Regions from separate parts of the Danio rerio genome. Here region 2 is linked to region 1. The links are chromatin contacts, called in public Hi-C maps. All regions are on one chromosome and are shown on one strand. Each heading gives the region's core, a stretch centred on a gene start, on an enhancer-like site or on the middle of the called end of the contact. The rest is flanking DNA. Distances are from core to core; before and after follow the strand shown. Region 1 holds the start of scp2b (sterol carrier protein 2b). Region 2 holds the start of cyp2aa7 (cytochrome P450, family 2, subfamily AA, polypeptide 7).

What was found. Hi-C and Micro-C count contacts between places; a contact is called where the count stands out from the background.
Region 2: a contact with region 1 is called in a Hi-C map of an unstated tissue, with 2.9 times the contacts expected there. The contact joins the promoter of cyp2aa7 here to the promoter of scp2b in region 1. A contact is called at or near these places in 2 of 18 Hi-C or Micro-C datasets (caudal fin and an unstated tissue).

What each region holds. Positions count from the first base shown.
Region 1 is chr23:45,202,244-45,208,464 of GRCz12tu, reverse strand. scp2b (sterol carrier protein 2b) reads right to left here and starts at 4,190. Exons shown (of 5, transcript NM_001006093.2): 1 at 4,048-4,190. The coding sequence starts at 4,070.
Region 2 is chr23:45,724,575-45,730,722 of GRCz12tu, reverse strand. It overlaps cyp2aa7 (cytochrome P450, family 2, subfamily AA, polypeptide 7), which reads right to left and starts at 2,388. Exons shown (of 9, transcript NM_001109722.1): 1 at 2,136-2,388; 2 at 1,884-2,037; 3 at 1,432-1,584; 4 at 1-155. The coding sequence starts at 2,330. All of the region lies in intron 29 of tut4 (terminal uridylyl transferase 4), which reads right to left. LOC141380559 (a long non-coding RNA gene) reads left to right here and starts at 2,410. Exons shown (of 2, transcript XR_012398764.1): 1 at 2,410-3,739; 2 at 4,605-5,144.

The DNA of each region.
Region 1 (6,221 bases), core at 2,941-5,440:
TCATTCCCCATCAGCTCATTCAAGCTACCAAACCACAGCCAATGAAAATTTGAGGGAGGAGTCGTCAGAAAAAGCTGAACACTATTGGCTGCTTGTGTGCGGATTACATCACTGACAGCGTTTCAAGCTTGGGAGAAAGCATTTAAAAACATCGTCAAATCAGCTGATTTACCAGCGGATTAATCACTCATCTGCAGGTTCCAGTGGATAGATACACAGAGAGTTTTTAATTTTTGTAATTTTATAACTCTTTGAAATAAAACTAACATAACTAACTTTCTAACTATTAGTGTATTTCTTTCTGACATTGTTATTTTTTTATTACAAAACAGTAAAGAACTGAGCATTTCTGCCTTAAATTACCATATTGGTCAAAATGACTGCAAGCATGTCTCATACTTTTCACTGTGACTTTAAATATGTGTGCATTTTCTTGCCTGGCAACTTCCTGCTAACATAAACAAAACTTTCTGATGGCAAAAACATCAATTTACTTTAGATATCTTTCAAAACAGCATATTCTGTGCTGTGAAATAGCTCCTGTTTGAAAGTGAAAATGAAAGCCAAGAACTTTAAGTGTTTTAGTATCTTAACTACGTATTTATAGGCTGTATTACAAAAAAAAAAGATTATATTTTTAGGGTAATGGTGTCATTAAATATGATGTCAGACATTCAAAGCTTAATTTTAATATCTCAATAATAGCTTTGAATGTAAATATGTTGTGACAATATGGCGTTTTATTTAAGAACCGTCAGAATGAGTAGTATGGTAATTCTAATAGTTACAGAATTCTAGTTCCACTGTTAATATATCCTCCTCTCATGTCTGTGCTAACGCAGAATGAAGCGAGTGCACTGATGCCCATTCTGACCAATCACAGATGTTTCTGCTGAGCTCCTGAACACACAGGCATTCAGCTCATGCTGATGTGCTCTTTCATTGGCTGCAGCTCGTCACTACATCTGACCACACGTGGGGTTGAGTCGGCCGACTGCTCTGGAATATTCAGCATGCTATTCAGCATACAGATGAACGGACGGATGGATGGACAGAAAGACAGACAGACAGACAGACAGTCATAGATAGGCGGACGGACGGACACAAAGACGGACAGATAGCACGGAGGACAGACGGACGGACAGGTAGGTAGGTAGACAGACAGACAGACTAAGAGAAAGAAAGACAGATAAAGAGAAGGAAAGACAGACAGATAAAGAGAAAGAAAGACAGATAGATTGAAATGGATGGAATGACGGACGGCCACACAGACGAACGAACGGACGGATGGACAGTCAGACAGTCATAGATAGACGGATGGACGGACGGACTCACGGACAGATAGATAGCACGGACGGACGGACAGACAGATAGGTAGGTAGGTAGGTAGGTAGGTAGGTAGACAGACAAAGAGAAAGAAAGACAGATAGATAGAAATAGATGGATGGATGGATGGATGGATGGACGGACGAACTGATGGACAGACAGACAGTCATAGATAGACAGACAGACGGACGGACGGATGGACGGACGGACGGACGGACGGACAGGTGGACAGACAGACAGACAGACAGACAGACAGCATGGACGGACAGGTAGGTAGGTAGACAGACAGACAGACAGACAAAGAGAAAGAAAGACAGACAGATAAAGAGAAAGACAGAAAGATAGCAATAGATGGATGGATGGATGAACAGCCGCACAGACGAATGGACTGTCATAGACAGTCATAGATAGACGGACGGACGGACGGACGGACGGACGGACGGACGGACAGACGGACAGACAGACAGACAGATAGATAGGCAAAAAGACAGACAGAGAAGTTGTTTATGATCCTATATATGCAGATGATCAAATAACATTTGCTTGAACATGCGCTTACATTTAAATAAGTGACCAATTTCAGCCGTATTTTGATTGAACTAAACTTCATTAAAATAATTTGTTTGCATAATTTTTGAGCAATAAACTAATAAGTTACCTTGATTCCTTCATGCTTAAAAATCGAACCGCATTTTTACAGTGTAGAAATACATGATTTTCTTTGTTTTGGTGCACAGTAGTTTATAACAACAATAATCATAAATGACCTTAATGAAAACATACTAAAACCACCACCCAAATCCTTCATTGTGATTTCAGGAGGACATTACAAGCAACTTTGCTGAGTCTGACCATAAAACATATTTGAATCCAATCAGCCTCATATCCTAATATCTTTCCCTAACAGCTGTCAGAAACACATCCAGACCTCATATATTGCAATCAAAAACGAACAACGGGGCTGATTTAAGTTCAGGACAAGAATTTAAGTGCAGGAAGACATCCAGACACAAAGATCTCTTGATGAACTGGTCACATGTGGAGTTACTCACAGACTTCCTCAGAACAAGAAGATGAAGAAGAAAATAAACCCTCACATCAGGCAGATAAAAAACTGTTACAGCTACACAAATTATTTATCTAGGATATCAAGGTCAACTGGAGTGAGCTTTTGAGATGTTTCCTCATCGACGCCAAAAATATAAATGGATTTATTTAAACTCATAAAACACTGAAAATAATTAAAAACTTCAAACTTCAACTTAATTAAAAACTAAATGAAAACACATTTAATTAAATATCGAGTACAGCTTTTGTTAGCTTTTATGCTTTTTTAATTGCCTCATTTAAATTAAATTAGTTTAGTCTTTTACGTTTCTCATTTTTTGTAAATACATTCAACATTTTATCTTAGAAGAGAAGTCCCATTTTGATGTTACAAAAGTTAATTTTATTTTCAAAGAAAACATACTATATAAGTATAGTGTCTAGTAGTGTAAAACAAAATAAAAAATGCAGGTAAATTAGAATGTAAAATGAATGTAAAACTGGAAGAACTTAATTGACATAATAAATATTAATATTTATATTGGGTTGCGAAGGGAAGGGCATCCGCTGCGTAAAAACGTGCTGGATAAGTTGGCGGTTCAATCCGCTATGACGACCCCGGATTAATACAGGGACTAAGGCGAAAAGAAAATGAATGAATGAATATATATATATATATATATATATATATATATATATATATATATATATATATATATATATATATATATATATATATATCAGTTGAATAAAAATATACTGTAAAATATTCAGTACTGTGAATAATTCACTGTTACTACTACTGTTGCTTATAACTCTAAATGTAGAAATCTAACATTATCATTTGTACAACCCATATTTATTTTTTCGATAAATGATTCAGTTATTCACTCATAAAACTTGTTTCATTGCTAGATGATCATTTTTAAAAGCACATGATGGTGATTTTAATCTTTAACATAAACGTCAGTATTTTTATCAAAGCTATAGACTGCTATCCCGGTACTTCTGCGTTATTTGACTGTCTGTAACTTCATAAGTAACTCAAACCATTTATCAAACACAGATTTGAATTCAGCAATTTGAAAGATTAATAAACATTTGCAAATCACCGTCATTTATTATTTATGTTGCGTGGGTGTTGAGATCCTGATCTTTAAATGATTAACCATGCAGCTTACACTGAATGCACAAATGCAGGCTAAACAAGTAGACAGACAGACAGAGAGACAGACAGACGAAACAAATTAATGGATGAAGAGAAAGAAAAATAGATAATAGATGAAGAAACAGACAGACAGACAGACAGATATGAATGGATGAAGGGACAGACAGACAGACAGACAGACAGACAGACAGACAGACAGACAGACAGATAGATAGATAGATAGATAGATAGATAGATAGATAGATAGATAGATAGATAGATAGATAGATAGAAAGAAAATAAAGATGAATGGATGAAGAAAGATATAAGAACAATCATCTAAAACAATCTAAATAATTCATGTATAATCAAATGGGAAGCAGAAATACTCTAATGAATGAGTCCCGCATGTAAATGACCTCCATCTGCTGCTGCTGTCACACACTCAGCTCTGAGTCTCCAAACACGCGCTATGATCATCAACACACAATGAATGTAAACACATATCCGATCATCATCATTCTCACCTGGACACCTGCGGGACGCGCATTATTCCTGTATGTGAGCGGCAGACAGAGAGAGAGAGACAGACAGAAAGACAGACAGAGAGTCAGACAGGTGATCTGCAGGCCAACAATCAGCAGGACATTTGTATCTGAAAGCTACTTCCGGATTCCGCAGCCGTGAGTCAGACCTAAACAATCAAACTCCGATCGAACAGCAAAGTTCACAGTTTCCATACGCAATTGCTTTTCACCATTTGAATCTTCTGGTAATAAACAGCTGGGTTGACGCAGGTTGGAAATAAATTCTGCAGGACACTGGGTCCCTCAGGAGGGTTGAAGATGGGTTAAATAGCTACTACACATTTAGAAAGCTACATAATCTGTCACTGGGCCATTACCTTTTCAAAAGGTAAACTATTGTACCATACAGGTGAATATTGGTTGTACCATACAGGTGAATATTGGTATCTTAGGGGTACACTTTTTACTTTTAAGGCTCATTTTTGTATCTTTAAGGTACTATGAGGTGCACCTTTGAAATTTTAGGTATTAGTATTTACATTGGGGGTGACACGATGGCTCAGTGATTAACACTGTCGCCTCACAGCAAGAAGGCTGCTGGTTCGAGTCCTGGTGTTCTGTTGATTTCTCCTACCTTGTCAGATTGCTCTACCATCCATTCAAAAAGGATGCTACCCATCAGATTTTGCTACCAGTGTAAATTTTAATGTGGAGTAGTGTGATATGAAACTGTAATATCACCATAGCCTACCTGATCCCTAACCCCAACCTCAGAACCATTCAAATACAGTGTTGGTAGCATAATCTGATGGGTAGAGTAAAATGTCAGGACACCAGTTGGTATTTCTGTGTGGAGTTTGCATGTTCTCCCTGTGTTGCTGTGGGTTTCCTCTGGGTGCTCTGGCTTCCCCCACAGTAAAACTGTGCAGAGCCCTTAGGAATGCATTTTGAGACCTATGCTTTAAGGCAGGGATCACCAAACTTGTTCCTGGAGGTCCGGCGTCCTGCAGATTTTAGCTCCAACCCTAATCAAACACACCTGAATAAGCTAATCAAGGTCTTTCTAGGTATTCTTGCCTCAACACACATGCCTGGATGTTTCAAGTTGGAGCTTAACCCTGCAGAGCACCGGACCTCTAGGAACGAGATTGGTGACCCCTCCTTTAAGGGTTTAGAGTAGACACCATCAATCAAAGTATAAGGCACAGGCCTCAAAGTTTTGCTCCAACCAAACACAGCTGATCCTAATAATCAAGGTGATCAAGAATACTAGAGACTGTTGAGCAAGTGTGAGTTGGAGGTGGTTAAAGCTAAACTATGCAGAGCTGCGACCCTCCAGGAATTGAGTTTGAGACCACTGGTATAAGGCATGGGTCTCAAACTCAATTCCTAAAGCGCCACAGCTCTGCACAGTTTTGCTCCAACCCTAATCAAACACAGTTGATCCAACTAATGAAGTTTTATAAAAGAGTCTAGAACACTTTGGCTGCGTCCGAAACCGCATACTTCCATACTATATAGTACGCTAAATTCAGTATGCGAGCCGAATAGTATGTCCGAATTCATAGAATTCGAAAATCAGTATGCGAAAAGTACCCGGGTGACTTACTACTTCCGGCGAGATTCTGGAGTGCACATCCCATGCATGCTGTGCTGTCCCATGATGCCCCGCGAGCGAATTCATTAATGGGAGTAAAGCGACGCAATTGACGCAGGTAGGTCACGTGACCATGACAAAATGACAGATGTAGTACGTCCGAATTCCATTCATACTTTTCACATTTATACTTTATAGAACATACTTTTCTAACGGCCGAGTAGTAGGTTTAAATTCAAATGCAGTACCTACTGAGTAGTGAAGTGGATTTTATACTCTTTAAAGTGTGAAGTTAATCTATATATTCAAATTATATGTGTATAATCTGCTTGTAGACTTGGATACCATTGGAAGAATTACCATATCACAAGAACTGGATAAGTTATATAGTTACCAGGTTTGGGTCAGGGGTTAACCTAGGTGGAAATTGAGGTCAGGGGTTAACCTAGGTGGAATTTGTGTGACATATGTAGAAATAAGGGAAAAACAGATGACAGAGGTGGAATTTGGAGTCAAGGGTTAAACTAGGAGGGATCTTGTGTGACTTATGTACAACAAAGGAAAAAACAGAGTATTT
Region 2 (6,148 bases), core at 1,139-3,638, 520 kb before region 1:
TGCTGCTGATCCAGTGAGCACAAAGTTTTCATTTAGGAGTTCCAGAAGGTATTCAAAGCGTTTGTTATCGTAGTCGAAGCGATCTCCAAACACGATGGAGCAGATAATGTTGGAAACGGCGTTCTGTATGGGATGATGGGGACTCATTGGCTTGCCTACAAAAAAAACAAAAAACAATTTCCATTGCAGTACAATTTTGAAAACTGTAATATGCAAAAAGCAGCATATATATCCTATAGGGGTGTCACGGTTTCGAAATTTATGCTCAATTTTGATTATCGAATCAAAAAATAGAATCGTCGATGCTGCCACGCCCCCATGTCACGTCAGCTTTTAGATTTCCAGTGAGATATGTTGACAACATTCGTGTTGACGACAAAAAAAAACAAAACACAGTTTTGCAAGCTCTGCTATGTATGTATTACGTACGGTTCGTCCGATAGACAACACCGGCATCGCGATCCTCCGCCCGCCCCCGTTGCAAATCCGCTCGCGAAAAGTACACACTCAGGCCCTGTTTACACTGTCTTTGTTTTTAAATGGCATTTTAGAACGACAACGATTTGACATCTACAGTGGCGTGTAGCATTTCTGAGCAGCCCTCCTTCCCCACTACTGCTGAAAACGCACATCACGTGACCACACAGACACAGACGCACACACAGCAATGTGCTCGAGAAAGCAGGTCCAGGCAGTCAGAGGACTGCTTCAAACTTTCACTCACTTGTACTTAGTCATTTTAGCGAACACCTCAGATACTGTTGGCTGGTTCCTGTTGATTGTGCCTCTTTTTTTACCGACGCCATTATAACGACACAGATCACTGCCTATTCACGAATCCCGCAGAAAAAGTGATTGACAGGTGGTAATTATATGTGTAAATTGCCTTTATTCATTTACTGTATGATTTATTTATGGGTAAAACAAAGACCATGCAGGTCAGGTAGTTTAAACGGTAGGCTACAAATAATTAAATGGTCATTAATTCATTAATTATTCATAATCTAAAATCAAATCGAATCGTGCTTTCAGAATCGAAAATGTAATCGAATCGAGAATTTGTAGGATCGTGACACCCATAATATCCTATAGCATTTTTGGTCTTATTAGAAATATTCCATAAGGGTTCTTGGAGTTTGTTTGACTTGAGCTTGTAACACATCTGTTTAGCCGTGCCTTTACTGAATAAGCACTGCTGCGTCCGACAGTTTGCACTATCATGTTTTTCTCTTCTTCTTCATTCTTTTATATCACATTTTACCTGTTTTTATGTTTATTTTTACTCATTTTTATAATTTTTTTTTTTACTTGTTTCTTTTATTCTTGTTTATGTAAAGCACTTTGAATTGCTGCAGTGTATGAAATGTGCTATATAAATAAACTTGCCTTGCCTTGTTTATACCCACACAGTTCAATCTGAACATTACACACCTTCTCCTTTCAGTATTTCAGCAATCAGATATCGGCTTTCCTCTAACACACGATCTTCTACTGATTTTTTCCCCAGGCCAAAGTTTCTGAGTGTGTGCAGAGCGAACCGTCTCTGCTGCCTCCAGGAGTGGTTAAACGTGACCATTATTATCCCTGAGAAAGAGAGAAACAGACCTTCTAATGCACACCTCTTTAGCAAAGATGCATTGAGCTCCCAAGATCAACTGTACACTCATAAAACTTAAAGGCTGGCATTTATGATTCCATGAACCATTAACACCTATGGAATCTTTATTGTTCATAAAGTTATTTATAGTGCAAAAAAAGTTCTTTGGGTATCTAAAAATGATTGAAAAGGTTAAAATTTGCTAACAAAAGGGTTTCTAACATTTCTGTAAAAAAAAAAAAAAAAAAAACAATTGGGAAGCTTTAATATTAAAAGTGTTACTGACCGAGTCCATTAGCTACCCAGTCCATAACAGGCAGAAACGGTCTTCCAGAAAAAGCATCCTGAACAAAGGCTTCCTTAGCAAGCTGGATTGTGTTGAGGACTATCGCTGGCCTTCTTCCGAGATACATAGTGGTCATTTCTCCATATTGAGGCATCTGTTTGAAGAACATTTACAGCAAGTTGGGTGCATGTGTGTGCTGTTCAGAATACAGCAGCAGAGCTTCACAATGAGAGAAAAGCAGCAAAGACTTACAGATCTTATGAACTCCATTGGGTTCTTCAAGGAATGTGGTAGGTTTCCCACAAAAGGAAGAGGTGTTGGACCAGGTGGAAATCGACCTTTGTAGGAATTAATCCTGAAGATCTCAAAAAGAACCAGAAAAATCAAGCCTAGGAACAGGGTCAAGCCCACAGAGGCTAAGTCTAACTTCAGGAGAGCGGCAAACATGTTTACCAGTTGAGTTCAAGACAAACACACAAGAGAAGCAGTAGGTCAGGGGCTTTATAACAAAGGATGAGGGAGGAGACAGAAAAAGAGTTCGACATGCTGTTAACCCTTTCAGCACTACTTTGATAAAGATATATTGAGAAAAGGCAAACTACATAAATTATTGTAGCACACAGCTATTCTTTATTTTAAAAAAATACCCTAATATTTACTTATTTGCAAAAGTACAAATGTATCAGGCAACATTTGGCTCATGATGCATTTTCCTGTTACCGTCATACATTCTGGGTAACATTCAAGCAGAAGCTTTAGACATTTTCATTTTCACATTTTCCTTCTCAGGTTCACAAGAGTTCTTGTGCGTTGGAAACTTAGCGTGACAGAAAATTGGACAACAATCACTGATTGAATACTTTACTGATGCCTAATCTAAGGATGATTAGGCCTGGTTATTAATAACACACAAGAGGTGTGTAGAGCTGAGAAAAAAAAGCACAAGTATGGCAAAGGTAAAGCACAAGACAATGAGTCAGCTATAAAATAAACTTGATGCAACCTCAAGCAACACATTGGTGACTGTACTTAGTCATACTTATACGACAGATACAATCCAAACAAAAGCAATAAAAATGAGTTAATTTACCTAAATATAATTATGCACATCTATAATCTAATCATTATAGTCTAATTATGCTAAATTATTCAATGTTTGAGAAATGCGTGAGGTATCTCGACAGAGAGAAACACGTTTCTCTCATATCGTCTAACTTAACCCTGACAGAAAGAGCTGATGCAAGTTGTCGATGAAATAAAAGGCGTTGTTTGTCTAAAATTAAGGAAACATTTTATATTATTGCACTTCTTAATCTAGGAACTAACGTTAAGGAGAAAACAAAAACGAAAGTGTTGCTTTGGCTTGTGGTTCATTTTTTGAATCGGATCTTTAAAATGAATCAAGTGCATCATTCACAAAACACAACTAATTTATGAGGTTATAATTATGTTTGTACGTGGGGATGACAGGAAATAAACTAATAAATCAACTGATAATCATCATAACGAATCATAAATCAAATCAATGCAGCATTTTAGTAATGATTCAAAAGAATCATTTTCAAATTAAGTTCAAACGAGTCGGTTCAGTGAACAGATTCGTATACAAATGAGTGTCAGTTTCGATTCGTTTAAAAGCTAGAAGAGCTGTACAACTCCGTTTAAAGTAAGGAAATTATTAAGGGATACATTTTACCGTGGATGTGTAAGCAAACGGGACAGTATTTTGTATCACATGAACAGAATTTCGCTGTCATAATCCCGAAGGCAGATCATTTTACACCGGTTAATGATGAACGGACCGAATCTATACAGTGCGGTGGTCGCTAAAGGAGCTCCACCGTCATCCGATACACGTGAGTAAATAAACACAGTACAATGTTAATAGTTTCACCCAAAGAAATGTAAAGTTGCTTACCATACTGTTAGATGTAAAAGCATGACTGATGACGAGTAGTGTAAAAGTGGTGTAAAGTTTGGTATTCGTCTTTCATTACATACTGTTGTAAACACTTTGTAACTTAAATATGATTGAGAAGAATAACATGCAGTCACAAAACTAACCGTGAAGTATTTATGTAGGTTTCAAATATAATGTTTACATTTTAATACTTAGTAAACAAGAGGACAGACTATTTGTTTTCATAAAGGAATGCTAAATAGGCTATAATAATTTATAGCTCAATATAATTTCAAAATCATCATAAAACTTTGTCAGTCTAGCACTTGTAATAGTATAAAGTATGTCTGGAGCATAATAAAAGCATGTATTTCGATTGCTTCTTGAAAAAGACAATACAAACCACCACAGGAGTTCTAAATACCATACAACCAGTATATCATAAACCTATTACATCATAAACCATATCGTAAACCAATCTAACCAGTAAATTTCAATGGTTTCTAGTTCATTTTGGGACATAATTCAGTAGGATTTTTATTTTATTTTAACATGGCACCAACAGAAGGCAAAAATAGCCCGTAGATACTCACAGGACCAATACAGTTTCAATTAAAACCAATATAATTCCCAGTAACCTCTATGTTATTGATTGGTATAACTCATTAGGAGACATTTGAAACTTTAATATAAGCCAATAAATCAGAATCAGTGTAACACTATAATTAAAATATTGTTGTCTTATTAACATTATTGTCCTATACTGTATACTAAAGCTCTAGATTATTTTCATATTGTGTTCTCACTCTGTTCATCCTCAGAACCAAAATCTGGCCTGTTGAATCTGAAGAGATCACTTCTGGATCTGATGGCTCAATACCCTGAAGGCATCAGTTTAAGTAAAGCCCGCAGATCCTGTCCGCTTCTCCTCGACTCAGAAGTATTGAATGGCTTTGGTTCGGTCCGGCAGCTCTTGGCATCCATGCCTGATGTGGTGACGCTGCATGGACTCGGGGTCCAGACGTTCCTTCTCCCGGCTGGAGCTAAACTATAGTATAAGACACATCTGAAAGGTTTTAACAGAGATTCTTCAATGAAAAAAACTAAACGGAAAACAAATGTAATGCTTAATGAACAAAGCATTACTGGAAATGCGAAAGCTGTGATCTCTCCAATGTGGCCTGGATGAAAACACACATCAGCAGTAATAAGAGGACCGGGATTTTTTCATACCACAACATTTGTAATCGTTTAGTAGTGTATTTTTAAAATATTTGATTACACTTTATATTAAGGTGTCCTTGTTAAAATGTAATGATTTAACAAATTACTGAGTAATTTTAATTAAAGGTGCAGTAGGTGATTGTCTTCAGAAGCATTTTTTTGTTGTGCAGGTTGAAAGTCTCTTCACAGTCTAATAGTAATGATTACAGTAAATGATCAAAATGTATTTATGTGTATTTTTATATTCTGGGTAAGGCATAAAACTAAAAAATGTTCATCCAATTAACCGACATCTCTCATAATTCCGATAAGTAGCCCAATCTGTCTGTTTTCCGGATTTCTCTTAGACAGGTAATGTTCTGTTTTAAAACTGTTTTAGCTTCACGCAGAGCTGATGTAACGTTAGATGTTGTTGTTACAAATGGGTTATATCCTCACAGAAGTGTTGTTCAGCCACTAAAATCTTCCGATGAAAGATGGATAAGACTATTTTCAGTTTCATAAAGGACTTTTACAGCATCAATGATGTGGATTTAATTCGTTTAACAACAAAACACAAGCAAATACCGCTATTCCGCCTAGCCTCTCCCTATATTGTTTACCATGCAACTCTAAATATTCACTCTGAAATAGCATGTCAGTTTGGCTTGCACGCCGCTGGACAAGCACTAGTCGCTTTTAACACATGAGAGAGGGTTCTTTTGCGGTGCTCGTGTTTCAGGAGGCGTGGCTCTGTTAGCATTGTGTAAGATCACCTACTGCACCTTTAATTCCATGTACTCACCAAATGGTTAGACTCAATCGCATGTAAATATGCATCATTGATTGTAATTATTATAAAATGTACAGTATGTATGTACTTTCATTTTAGTTCTTTTATTTCCAAAATGATTTAGAACCATATTGAAACTTAACAACTTTTTAATAATTAATGAAGGAATTATAATGCTTTGTTTCATTATTTCTTTTTCATTTACAAGTAGCAGGGTATGTACAGCTACTGTATATTTCTGTTCACATCCCATCCTTTAGTGCCCCTGGTGTTATAGTCACAATCTTGCCACGTGTTCTGTTTGTGTTGCTCTGCAATAACTCTTCCGAAATGCTAGCTGGCAATAGGTTTTAAGGTTCCTCTTTGTCA